Regions from separate parts of the Rattus norvegicus genome. Here region 2 is linked to region 1. Evidence: chromatin contacts called from public Hi-C data. All regions are on one chromosome and are shown on one strand. The core of a region is the stretch at or near the end of the contact, and the rest is flanking DNA. Distances in the headings are between cores, read along the strand shown. Region 1 holds the start of Cdk15 (cyclin-dependent kinase 15). Region 2 overlaps Cdk15 (cyclin-dependent kinase 15).

Evidence for each region. A called contact is a pair of places that touch in the nucleus more often than the background predicts.
Region 2: a Hi-C map of the A7r5 cell line shows a contact between it and region 1, with 4 times the contacts expected there. The contact joins the enhancer-like site here to the promoter of Cdk15 in region 1. A contact is called at or near these places in 3 of 12 Hi-C or Micro-C datasets (the A7r5 cell line, Schwann cells and frontal cortex).

Annotation. Positions count from the first base shown.
Region 1 is chr9:68,202,272-68,209,147 of GRCr8, reverse strand. It overlaps Cdk15 (cyclin-dependent kinase 15), which reads right to left and starts at 3,306. Exons shown (of 14, transcript XM_039084847.2): 1 at 3,178-3,306; 2 at 2,301-2,450; 3 at 1,553-1,647. The coding sequence starts at 3,306. LOC134480372 (a long non-coding RNA gene) reads left to right here. Exons shown (of 2, transcript XR_010054790.1): 2 at 3,085-4,067.
Region 2 is chr9:68,262,185-68,269,017 of GRCr8, reverse strand. The region is part of intron 10 of Cdk15 (cyclin-dependent kinase 15); the gene reads right to left. Among named protein-coding and RNA genes, the nearest start is that of Cdk15, 60 kb to the right of the region's middle. Within about 2 kb of position 5,422, at least 12 of the 93 cell types and tissues checked have an H3K27ac peak or open chromatin away from gene starts, as enhancers often do. A contact at or near this core is called in the A7r5 cell line and Schwann cells, where this site is marked.

The sequences.
Region 1 (6,876 bases), core at 2,057-4,556:
AGGTCCCTCCCAGTTAGGTTTTTTTTTTTTTTCCTTTATGCTTACAAAGGCAGACTGACTGCTGAGTTCAGGGTTGGCCTGGGACAGAACAAGGTTAGACTCAGGTGTGGTAGAAATGCTAATTTCATGATGGGGTCCCACCCAGCTACCTTATCGTCTGTGCTTAACAGAGGCAGGCAGACCTCCGAATTATTTTGCAATATTAAAAGAAAATGTGTGCTTGCTATCTCCTAAGAATTAAGGGACTGGGCTCACAGGATGCAGATTCACAGGATAATCAAAAGGGAACCTGGAGTCCTTTTGTGACAAGGTCTCACCACACCTGGGCTAGCCTAGTGACTAGCAAGCTCCACTGGTCTGATCCTCTGGTCTCCACTCCTTCCTGTCCTCACAGCGCTGGGGTTAAGGCACTCATAGCTTCCCCTGGATTGTTACATGGATGTGGAGATTTCAACTCAGGTCGGGAAGTGTTTCTGACACAATTTTCCATTCTATTACTAAACTGAGTTTCTTGAAAGCAATATATTATATTCTTAGTTCCCAGGGTAATCTGTGGTCATGAATCAAATCCTGGTTCTATACAATTAAAATTGTATTTCCCTGATAATCTTATTTTAACAAAGACAGCACAAATGCACACACTCTAAGATAAACACAAATATTTAGTTTTATGGTACTTGCACTTTTAAAGTATGAGTACCAGTAGTCATTATTTTCTTCATTGGATTATTTAAGCTAAGAGGTAAGGTTTTCCAACTCTCCTACCCTTACTAGAGGGTAGATGGACGGCCAGAACCTCATCTTCAAACCAAGTCCACTTGGTCTTTGGATACACATTCTTTTTTCCCAGCCATTCGGTATGTTTTAGGAATGCAGAGCGTCAGCCTTTGGATAGCCCACACTGTGAGAGTCAGGAAGGGCTAAGAGAAGCTCTAAAGACACCAACTGGCTCTCACTGGGTAGTAACTGATTTGGAGGTCAACAGTGGAGAAAGTCTACCCTCCTCAGTGGTTGATTTTAGCTAGGTTTTTGTTGTTTTGTTTTTTTCTTTGATGTCGCTTTGTTTGTTTGTTTGTTTTGCTTTTCAAGATTGTTAAAATCACCCTGTCTAGAGCAGAAGAGATGGCTCAGTGGTTAAGAGCACTGACTTCTCTTCCAGAGGTCCTGAGTTCAATTCCCGGCAACCACATGGTGGCTCACAACCATCTGATGTGTCTAAAGACAACTACAGTATACTCATATAAATAAAATAAATAAAATCTAAAAAACAAAAAATAAAAAAACACCATGTCTACCATCCCGTTGGCCCAGATATCCTGCCACAGTCCCAAAAGCTGTGAATGTTTCTACTATGTCAGTTGGCTTTATAATACAATAGATGAGATGCCCTTATCAAAATAGGGAGATGCCCTTATCAAAAGTCTTTAACGGGGTTGGGGATTTAGCTCAGTGGTAGAGCGCTTGCCTAGGAAGCGCAAGGCCCTGGGTTCGGTCCCCAGCTCCGAAAAAAAGAACAACAAAAAAAAAAAAAAGTCTTTAACAAGTCACTTACCTGCTGATGCCCTTGTAAACTGTGGCATAAGAACCTTCACCCAGCTTCTCCAAGTTCAAGTAAGATGAGGCTGCCCCAAAAGGGAAGCTCTTCTTCTGCTCCAAGGGTGGGGTGAGAGGTGGGAAGATAGAAAGAACATATAAAAAATATGTTGACTTATCTTTTCCCCAGGGACATTAGACAGTAGAGAGAGAGAGAGAGAGAGTGTGTGTGTGTGTGTGCGTATGTGTATATGTGTCTGTGTGTGTGTCTGTGTGTAAGTGTCTATGTTGTGTGTGCTTGTCTGTCTGTGTATGTATGTGTGCCTGTGCATGTGTGTCTGTCTACCTATCTGTCTGTGTACATGTATGTGTGTGTAAGCATCTCTGTATGTGTGCCTGTGCATGTGTGTCTGTCTACCTGTCTGTCTGTGTACATGTGTGTGTATGTCTCTGTGTGTGTCTGTGTGTATGTGTATCTGTATGTGCATGACCATGTGTGTCTGTGTGTCTGTGTTCATGTGTGTGTGTGTTTTTGTGTGTGTCTATGCGCATGTGTGCCTGTGTATTCTGTGTTGTGTGTGTATGTCTGTGCGTTGTGTGTGTGTATGCCTGTGTGTGTGTTGTGTGTGTGTTGTGTGTGTCTGTGTGTGTATGTGTGAGAGCACATGCAAGCCCACACAGGCGTCCCTGGAAGGTGAAGGCTAGACTAGCTTCCCTAGACAGGCACCCATGAAATTCTCCTTGATGCCTGTCAGCGGTTCACTCACCCATGGCACCCCCTGCCTCAGATTCTCTTCCTGAAAAGAATCACTGTTACTCCGTGGCCTTTTACTCTCCAACTTCTGGACTCTGGCAGCCTGGAGTCCCCTGGGGTGAAATGAAGCCGAGGAACATGATGCTTCTTTTAGGTCTGTTAGCTGGAGGAAGAGGAAAGCACGCACACAATGTGTGCAGTCAGACTTGGTGGCTGGCAAGCCTTTTCTTGGTTTTTATTTGCCTGGTTTTGTTTGTTTGGTTCTGGTTTTTGCTTGTGTTGTTGCTGCTGCTGCTGCTGTTGTTGTTGTTGTGTAGGCTTCCTACCATGAAAGGCAGGTTTCCTGAAAGTCAGATCTTAGAGACAACCATGTATGGTACCAATTACTGAAATACTAAATTTTTCCTTCACCTGCACAGTTTAACCCAGTCTCTTTGAGGGTATTTTCCATTTTCCTCATTTAACTCAGTTTGCCCCATACCTGCCCACCTTCCTGGGTACTTAATGTAACACCTTAGAAGAATCTAGTTAGACACTGCTAATGATCACGAGCTAATTACTGAAACTGAGAATCCACAGTGGACCTACCGGTATGGCGGCTTGCCCTCTACAGTTCAGCCCTACAATTTAGTGGCTCAGAGATGTCCAGAGAAGAACCACTTTCTCTGTTTCAAGTCAAAAGAGGCCAAACCCAAGGCTTATTCCCCTCGTCTGGTTTACAAGTACATCCCCAAACTTGATAACTACAGTCATAAATCCTCTGTGACTTTAATAGAATTTTCTTTTTATGAGTTTAGACCTACCGCAGAGGAATCAGACCCTGCTACAAGAGGGAGTGTCTGTCTGAATCGCTTGGTTTACTAAAGATGCTCCTCCCGGGATACAAGTACCTCAAATACAGCAGGCTCCGAGGTGCTTCCAGGCTGGCTCCTCTGACAGCTGTGCGCCTCGCCTCCCTCCGAACGGTGGTAGCAACTGCATCCTGGCTGCCGGCTCTTTGCACACAGCTCTTGACCCATACTAGTCCAGGTTCAAGGAGAAAACCGGCACTTGAACCTCTTCCCATCCGTCTCTTCTCTCCTCATTCGCTCCCCGCTCTGCCAGAGGTCAGCAGAGTGGAGCTTTCGTGTGACTCACACGAGGGCTCTGCCTGGAGCAGCCTCATGACTTCAGCAGTTTTAGCTCATCAGTGCAAAGAACTATGCATCAGAACCGCAGCGGCTGGCGCTCATGTGTGCACACCCGAAAACAAGGAGGCTCTTACCGAGAGAATACAACTGGGTGCACCAGGAGGCTCTTACCGAGAGAATACAACTGGGTACACCAGCTTACCCCAGCCACCAGTCAGTTCTGTGGCTACACTCACTTTTCCAGAATTCGACTAGTGTCTATTGGGTTTCCCCTCGCTAAAGTGGTCATGCCGAGGGGTGTCTTATCCCTTGCTTTCCTGAAAGCCTCTTAGTTTTCAAACTTTTTTCTTTTGAGTCCTTGTCTCTCACAAGACTAGCCCAGCTAGCCTCCAAGTGGAGGTAATCCTCCTGCCTCAGTTTCCCCAGTCCGGGATTGCAGATGTGTGCCATCTGACTCAGATTGGTTTTCCAACATTCAAACGAGTGTGCCACCTAGCCAACTTTTAGAGTCAAAGGAACCAGAGAACGGTGGGGTGGAAAGGGAGCTGAGGATTCCTCCCTCTGCCTCCAAACAGAAGTCCATCTCAGTCTGACAGGGCAGTCATTCCTTCAAACACTATATAATAAATGCCTGTGTTGATAAAACTCTACTAACAGTGCAGAGTCAACGGTGGAGAGAGGAGTTTGAGCTGGGTATGGTGGCACATTTAAATATATATGTGTATATATATATATATATATGACATTACTTCTTTTTAATTTAAGATTTTATTTAATATTTATATGGATACACTGTAGTTATCTTAAGACACACCAGAAGAGGGCATCAGATCTCATTGCAGATGGTTGTGAGTCACCATGTGGTTTCAGGGAATTGAATTCAGGACCTCTGGAAGAGCAGTCAGTGCTCTTCACCACTGAGCCATCTCTCCAGCCCCCAGCCCTCCACCCCTAACCCCCGCCCCCACCCCCATCCCCTATTCCGTGACACAAATAACATGCACAACAATTTCTGTGAGAAAAAGGGCTAAGTCTGTTATCACAACAGTATCATGGATATTTAACAACCGAACTTTCAGACATTAAATCTTAACTTTTACGTGATTTAATTGTGGTGGTTTGAATAGGAATGGCCCCCATAAACTCATGCATTTGAAAGCTTGGCCCATAGGTAGTGGAACTATTAGGAGGTATGGCTTTGTTGGAGTAGGTGTGCCCTTGTTGGAGGAAGTGTTTCAGTGTAAAAGTGGTCTCTGAAGTCTCATATGCTCAAGCATAAGCCCCAGTAGAGCAGTCTCCTGCTGCCTGTGGATCAAAATGTAGAACTCTCAGCTCCTTCCCCGCTCCAGGTCTGCCTGCATGACACCATGCTTCTTGCCTTGATGCTAATGACTGAGTCTCTGAAGCTGCAAGTCAGCCCCACTTAAATGTTTTCCTTTATAAGAGTTGGCTGTGGTCATGGTGTTTGTTCACAGCAATAGAAACTCTAACTAAGGGAGCTGGAGAGATGGCTCAGTGATTAAGAGCACTGATTGTTCTTCCAGAGGTCCCGAGTTCAATTCCCAGCAACTACATGGTGGCTCACAACCATCTGTAATGGGATCTGATGCCCTCTTCTGGTGTGTCTGAAGACAATTAGACTGTACATAAACAAAATAGATAAATAAATCTTTCTAAAAAAAACCTTAAGACACTAACCTTGAGCATATATTTTAAGTTTTATTTCAAAATTGCTACAAGCAAGCAAGGTATGGGGTCCCTGCCTGTATGGTCAGCACTTGGGAAGCAAGCAAGAAGAGTGCCATGAATTAGAGGTCAGTCTGGGTTACAGAGTGAGTCTGTATCTCAAAACAAAGGCAAAAAGAGAAACAGATTGCTACATACGATCTAAGACAAGTCCATTCAAAGATTTACTAACATTTGAGACACTTAAAAGGAGAGAGATAGAAAGTAAGAGAGACCAATGATGCAAAAGGACAGGGAGTAGGCAGGAAAACAGTTAAACGTTTGACTGACATACAACTGAGGGAAATTATTTGTTATCACAATAAACTTTCACTTATTCATTACAATAAAATTTGTCAGAAATGCTAATTTTGGATCTGGTGAGATGGTTCATTGGGTAAATGTCTTTGCACCAAGTCTACTGACCTGACTTTGCCTTGAGACCCAAAGGTAGAAAGAGGGAACTGACTGCCTTTGGCAAGCTGTCCTCCGAGTGCGACATGCACGCCATGGCATATGCAACCTGCTGACTGTTTCCTCAAAGAAGATGGCAGATTTTATCATAGACAAATTACATCCTAACTGGATGTGGTGACACAGACCTGAGACAGAAGGATCCTGAGTCTCGACTACGTATTAAGACCTTACGAAAGAAGGAAGGAAAGAAAGAAAGAAAGAAAGAAAGGGAGGAAGGAAGAAAGAAAGGAAGAAAGAAAGATTAGATTAGATTAGATTTTAGACTGGGATGTGGGGAGTGGTGGGAGAGTATTTCACTCTGTAGCCCAGGCTAGCAGAACTCACTACGTAGCTCACAGAAGCCTTAGACTTGTGGCAAACCTCTGGCCTCAACTTCCCAATTGCCAGAATTACAGATGGCGTACCATATACCAAAGAAGTTTTAAAAATTCAAAATGGCCAGCATTTGTATAAGCTGAAGGGATTATGCAGTTAACTTACAAACATGAATAGAGGATTATTTTAATTAACTTCTCTTTGTGTGTGTGTGTGTGTGTGTGTGTGTGTGTGTGTGTGTCTGTGTGTGTGGAGTTGGCTTATTTCTGAAGGATTAAATTGTTATTTACCAACTAGAGAGGACACCTGAAGGGAAACTGTAAAATATTCTTCAGAATTCTCAAAATTTAACAATTCATGGTTTGCTGAAGGTCAAGGAGAAACATTGGATGCTTCTTTAAGATTATTTTTTAGCTCTGTGTCCAGAACAATCATTTTTGTTACCAGAGATTTCTGAAAAAGGACAGAGATCGAGATGACTTCCTTGCAAACTGCATCATAGCAGTTCGCACTTGAGACCAACCAACCAAACTGTGCCTTCTGTAGCCTGGTGGATATCCTAGGCCCTGTCCGCCTGGGGCTTGCACACTGTTGCTCCTCCCCCACACCCCCACGCCCGCGGAGAACTGCCCGAACGAAGCTCATGGAATTGAGAGCCCCCTCATCCGCCCCAGTGCCTGCCACCCCTTAAATGGACAGGCACGGACTGTAGCTCCATTCAGACTGCTGCAAGATCCCTCAGGCTAGCTCAGCGCGGCTCACTCTTAACTGCAACCACACCACCCCCCTACCCCGCCCCCGCGCTTCGTCCTCCCCCTCATCCCCCCACCCTTGCGCTACCCCCCCTCCCGGTCTTCCCTGGGCTTGCATTTACCGTCCCTCCTTTTTCTTCTCAGCCTCTTTCCAGAGAAGCTGGGTTGATACAAATGGTTCATCCATTCA
Region 2 (6,833 bases), core at 4,173-6,672, 58 kb before region 1:
CGTTTGAGCTCGATCACACCTTTCAGCATCATACTTAATGATGCTGGACACTTCCCACTCCCCGTAGCCTCCACAACTATTTAGGGGCCTCCACATGCTCAGCACAGAGCACACAGCCAGCATTCCCCCAGCAAGCTTATGGTCGTGTGGTTTCTGCAGCCTTGTTTTTAATAATTACCTTCTAGGCCTCTCCAGCCTCTCTGGTTCTCCTCTTAGTGCCCAAAGATTCCTTCCCCTGTCCTCAGTGGATTACTTGCTGCTGGCCAGGTCTTTCTCTTGTTTCTCTACACAGTCCTCCCTAGGCCTCTTTAAGCCAAGGCCTTCCTCTTCTATATTTCTAGGTTGGGGTCTTATCATAGGCTGGCTTTTGATTTGGTTTTAAGAAGCCTGATTCTTTCCCTCCCTTTATTCTGTGTTCCACTAAAAAGGGTCTCTCTCACCATTGAGATGGATTTGTTTTTCTTTCACAATTCAAATCTGATTAGTGACAACTTCCTTCTAAAAGGATTTAGATGTGCCCCACCTCTCCTCACTGGCTGTCACCACTCTAGTGTTGACATCAAATTTGTCTTCTAAGGTTTAGAGAGCATTGTCACATTGCCTACCACCAGTTTGATTCTGCATTTTGTTTCCAAGTGATTATTTTTGTAAGGTAAGGCCTACTAGATTACCCTCCTGCTTTAAAAAAGAAATCCTATGCTCTCTGCTTAGGTCATCATGCAAGTTCTAAGTGATTGCCAGGGACTTCCCAACTGGCACCATTCTCTCTTCAGCCTCGTCTTCTGCAGTGACCTTCCATGGAACCAGTGTTCTAGGTGTCACGTGCAGTTGACATGTTCTAGGTGTCATGTGCAGTACATCCTGTTCCCAGCCTGATTCCTTTGTCTGGCATATATATTCTTGCTCACCTGGGGAAAGCCGTCCTCCTCTGTCTCTTTTCTCTAATACTGTGAATCTACATTCATACCCTTTTCTCAGGAAACCACCCGCAGACTCCTGGAGTTAAGGGTGCCTTCCTCAGAGTTCTGAAGACCCCTGGGACCCCGCTGCTGTGCGGTCTCCACACTGTATGACCGGTTCGCTTCTCTATTTCTTGAAGGCGAGAATCTATACTATGTTGTTTTATTTCTCCTACCACTACTAAAAATCTGCTAATGACTGAGAAAAGTTGAGGTGTGTCTATTTCTGTGTCTTCCGGGGGTGGGAAAGGGACCTCTGGTTTGAGCCAGTTCTATGACATTTGGTGCTTTTAAAACTATTCCTGGAACTGGGAAGGAACAAGGCAGGCCTCAACTTTGTGTTTATTTTTTTAATACTTGACAGCACGCATCTTAATTAATAGATTAAAGTTGTAATCTGGTTATGGTGGTTCACTCCTGTAATCCCAGCACTCGGGAGGCTGAGGCAGGAGGATTGTCAATTCATGACCAATCTGGGTTACAGAGTGAACAGCAGGCTACCCAGGGCTACAGAGAAAGACCCTGTTTTAAAAACAAAACAAATAAAATACTGTCCACATACATGCATGGCTTTATACTAAAAATAGTTCTACCTGCATTTGCTTGTAATTTTCCTAACCTTAATTACTTTAAGATCCTCTACTCCCACTCCATAAAAACTAATAATTGCTACCAAATAAATTAAAGATGAGAAAGCCAAAAATAAATGTGAAAACTAGAAGAAACTATTAATAAAGATCAAAGTGGGCTGTGTATCTAAATTAATTTCGCTGACTGGTGTGGGGGACGGGTTAATAAAGATGTTAATAGAAACTCCTCAGGAGCTTTCTGCAGCTGTCCTGAAGTGAGAGCATAATGAATCCAATCGGAGCTCATAGATCCCGTGAATGCCCTTGGCTTCATTAGCAGTAGCAAGGGAGGACCACTGGAGTCTCAGGAAAGCGACTGCGCTTGACAGGATGTTCTAGAAGGCCAGCTCAGCTTCAGAAATCCAGGCTTGGTGGAAAGATATTGCCTGAGGAGTGTCCCTAGCTTGTCCCCTATGCAGGGCATTGTTTAATCACCAAACTATATTTATGCTTAATAATGAATGCATACAGAAAACTTATGATGATTGCCTTGGGGTCCAACGAGTCTGGATATTCTGGGTCAACTGCTTCCTAGCTAGGTGAGCCTGGGATAGATATCTGACTCTTAAAACTACAGCTCTCATTTATAAAGTACGGATAGGGGTTGGGCTCAGCCATTAAAGGCTAGGCTCGCAACCAAAACATAAAGAAGGTAACATTGCCACCATTTGACAAGGTGGTTATGAATCAAAGCGAGATGACTTCATTTCATGACTATCCAATGATTAATTTTATGTACTGGTTAAGGAGCATGTATAAAATTCTACTAGAAGGACTAGAAGGAGCTGGCTTGGCCTCTAGGAAATTCTAGAAATCTTTTTCTTGTAACACATTCAAGCAAAGAAAAAGCAGCATGGATGCTGACACAGCGGATTTCTGGGGCCCTGCTGTGCTCCTGGCAGGTGGATAACGAGGGTTCTCCTAGGGAAGGCTCTGCAGGGTGGTTAGGCATCTAATGGCAATTTAGATGTGGGGAGCAGACAGCTACAGGTTTAACAGGCACTCAGATATACGTAGGTAGGTGCTTAAAAACCCAAACATCAACTTTAACGAGGTGGGAATCCAGACAGCATTTGGGCCCACGCAAGCCAACCCAAAAGTCAGTTTTGGTGCCACAAGGTACACTAGGCATCCTGAAAGAGGCCAGGATTCCTAAGGTTCTAAATATAAAGAAACAGAGGCAGTGTACTCTTGCACACCCATCGTGGTGTCTATACCACAGTGGATCACTGAGCAGCTGAACTCGGACACTGTGACAGAGAACAGAAGCATAACTTTGGTCGGGCTTTTCTGAGAAGCTAGGCTCGGTGGCAGATGCAGTCCAACGACTTTTCAGCACTGTGCTGCAAAACGGGATGGGGAAACAATATGAGAAACAGAAATAGAGCAAAGTTGGGTACTGATTCCTGTTTGTCCCAGTCAGGAGACATCTCTCTGTGAGTCTGGGGGGAAAAAGTCCTCATTTGTAAGCTAGGACCACCTCTTCCAACAATGACCTAGGCAAGGAGCAGTAGAGATTAGTAATTATGTGCAATGAATATCATATATAATATACTGTATATACATATCATTACACATTATGCATATACTTATGTGTTGCTTGGTACATGGGGAATATGTCTTAAATGATAGGATAGCTCCCTTTTTGTGGCTTAGAGAACTGAAAATAAAAACTCCCTCAAGTTCTCCCAGACAATAAATGGAGGAAAGTGGACTTTTTCATTCAGAAGGTAGTTCCTTCCCTCATAGTTCAGCCCAGTAAATCTGTCTCTCAGCAAATAACTCATGGCTAGAGCTGACACCAGAGCAGAGGCAGTGTTAGATTGGGTTCACTGCAATTGGCTCAGAGTTCTTTGAGCCAACGCATAATGGTTCTTTCTTCCATTTGAGGGGAGGATGATTTTCAGTCCAATCTTTGTCTCCTGCATGATTCCCACAGTGAGCTCTTACACTGTCATTCATGTGTGTCTCTCTCTGTGTGTGTTTCCCTCCTCTTTCCTCCTTTCAACCCTTTACATGTATCTCCCCACAACTCTCTCTCTTTCTCCCTCTCTCAAATTCATGGTCTATCCATAAATACACAAATACAACATGCTTAGTACATTTAATGTTACCCATATGTACAACCAGCCCTGAGATCATACACATCTTCTGACTTGTTCCCCAGACAGAAGGAGAATTCACCAGATAGCTACTGTTCATCCCAGTTATTTCTTGCTTCCACCTAGTGGTTAAAAGTTGCAAAAGCAAGTGTACCAAAAAACAAAAGGGTGTAGGTTCATCTATCCTCTGGTCTAGGGCCCAGATTCAGGTTCCTGTGCCTCTGGGTTTTTCTTTTTTTCTGTGCACCTTTCCCCTCCCACCCCCTGCCTTTTTGACTTCCACTAAGTTCCCCCAATGAGAAAAACTCCCCAGATGAGGTGTTCTTTCCTGGAACTGAAACCCAGCCTAATCCCGGATGCTTCCCTGTGGCTGAGCTCATGAAGCAAATCAGGCGTGCTTTTCAGCAGATATTTTTTTTAAAAGTCCTAACTGCCTCTGAGGACGCTGCTCCCTTCTCTATGGGAACAGGCATCAAAGAGACAGGAGTAAAGTGCTTTGCACGCACATCAGGAACTAATTGCCAATTTGGCAAATGCATTGACTAATGTCACGCACTGTTATTTCTAAATCCTCTCCTGTCCTTGACCCCCAGTATCTAGATGTAAACTTGGAACCATTAGTGAAGAAGGATAAAGTCTTCTGGTGCCTCAAATGGAATTGAGAGGGATTTAAACTCAGCGCTTTTGAGCGTGGTGAAATGAACTCAGCAGTACCTTAATGCTAGGATTTGAGCTCACACAGCACGAGAGCTTTCAAAAACCGTGTTTAAGGAAGCAAACAGAGCCTGACAGACCCTTTCAGGGGGAGCAAACAGAATTGGATGGAACAATCAGTGACACATTAAAAACCACAACTGTGCTATGATCATGTGGGCAGAAGAAAAAGTTCCTCTTTATCACAAGATCTTTGCATCTAATGAGACCGTGCCTGGACAGCCTCCAGAGGAGCAGGCCTCCGTTTACTTTAACAGAGACACGTCTAAATATTTAGCGGATTCCCTGAAAAGCCCTATGTGATTTTGTAGCAAACAGGTCTCCAAGGTAAGACCTTTGTCATCTGTTGCCATTGAAAATCTAGACAAAAGGGGACTTGGGGAAAAAAAATTGTGATCAAAAGCACAAATGCTTACATTTCTTCTTCTCTCAGAATGAACTATATTTTAATGCTCTTCAAGTGTTTCGGACCAGCACCACGCCAGTTGTTACATTGTCTTAACTGAGTCTGTTTCTCTTCTCTGGTAGGCTTTATTCGGTCTGGATAGGGAAACTCACACTGTGTGGGTGGGCACAGTCTAGCTGGCCTCAGAACGCCTGGGGTTCGAATGACTCAGTGCATTTTCTTGTGAATGGAGGGAGGAGGTATGAAGGCTGGGGGAACTTTTTAAAAACATCTACAGCGCCTGCTGCTCAAATTCACGCTACTGTCTCTGGGTTAGTAGAGCTTAGCCAAGGTGAACATGTGGTTTGTCCTAAGCCTCTGGATCTCGTGTGCCACAAAACTGCTACATCCCAGATAGCCAGTCAGTTGGGGCTTTAACCTCTTCAGACATCGGGGTAGAAGAGCCCCCTTTAGGACTCTGTTATTGCTTGGGGTGGGGGGGCATCAAAATCTTCCCCCTCCCCCACTACAGGAGGCCAGAAGCCTCAGTGCCCGTCAGCTTGATTAATGTGTCTTGGCTAATTGTGTGAAAGATAGCAGCCCTTTAGCGAGTGTGACCAGTGTATTGTTCAGCCAATCACAGGCACCTCAGTTAGCATGTGAAAGGGGGTGCCTTGCAGGAGGAGGCTAGTGAGTTCTGGCGGCTGAGTCAAAGGATGAGAGTTTTGGGGCGGGGGCGAGGAACAACACCCACTCCTTTGAGGGGAAGTTACTGGGCTCTGCTAACCCTGTAAACCTCCTAGTCAAAGACCCTTTTCTCCTCCCTCTTTTTTCAAGATCTTTTTTTTTTTCCCCATGGCACAAGCAGGCAAGGCCCCGGCTACTGTGCAGATGGAGTTCACGTCTTAGGGTTTTTAATATTTCACTTTTATATTTCTGTTAGAGGATGATCCTGCTGAGAGTCTGGGAATCCAGGCTCGTCAGAACCCCGCACTGACACTTGGATATACCGCTCTGAAAGCCATCCCGGGAGGGAAGATTAAACAACAACAACAAAAGAGCCTACTTTTCAAAGCCTACTTCTCAATCTGCCCACATCAAAATAAGACAACTGGCCCTTTGAAGTGGAGGACAGACAGTTCTCAGCCAGCTTGCTTAACTTGGGGAGTGGGGAAGGAGGAAGGAAGGAAGGAAAGAGGGAGGGAAGGAAGGAAGGAAGGAGAAAACATGACACACTCCTCTCTCCTTCCAGATTTAATCAGGTACAAGTAGCTACAACCAGCCACAGCCTACAGCCCAACTCACTAGAACTGGGAGAAAGCTGGTTCTTCCTGGAGTCGGCACTGGGAGAATCAGTCTGGTTCCTCAAGACCGATCCAGGTGAGGCCTAGCAATGGCAGCAAATGGACTGTTCGCCCAAGGGCAAAGCAATCAAACACCTTCGATGGTGCTGGGTGGAGAGTGTGTTAGGACTTTAGCTCGGTAGTACAGAGCACACGGATTCTAAATGACCAAACGACTGGAATGAACATTCTTAAAAACAAAACAAAATGTGACTGGCCAAGGAATACACTAAAAACAGTCGCCAGTAATCCTCAGAGAAATGAGCATCAGAACCAGGAGGCTGAATCAAATGCCAGTTAAAACAGACACTATCCAAAGACAAAAAGTAAGCTGGGCCTGGTGACACATGCCACTTGGGTGGCTGAGGGAGATGGGTCACTGTGAAGTATGAGGCCAGCATGGGCTATGACGTGAATTCCAGGCCAGTCTGAGCTATAGAACAAGATTCTGTTATGTAATGCCAGACACAAATGGTGGTGGTGGTGGTGGTGATGGTGGTAGTGGTAATGATGGTAGTGGTGGTGGTGGTGGTAATGGTGGTGGTGATGATGATGGTGGTGGTGATGGTGTTGGTGTTGGTGATGGTGTTGGTGTTGGTGGTGGTGGTGGTGGTGATGGTGTTGTTGTTGTTGGTGGTGATGGTGGTGGTGGTGGTGATGGTGTTGGTGATGGTGGTGGTGGTGGTGTTGGTGGTGGTGAT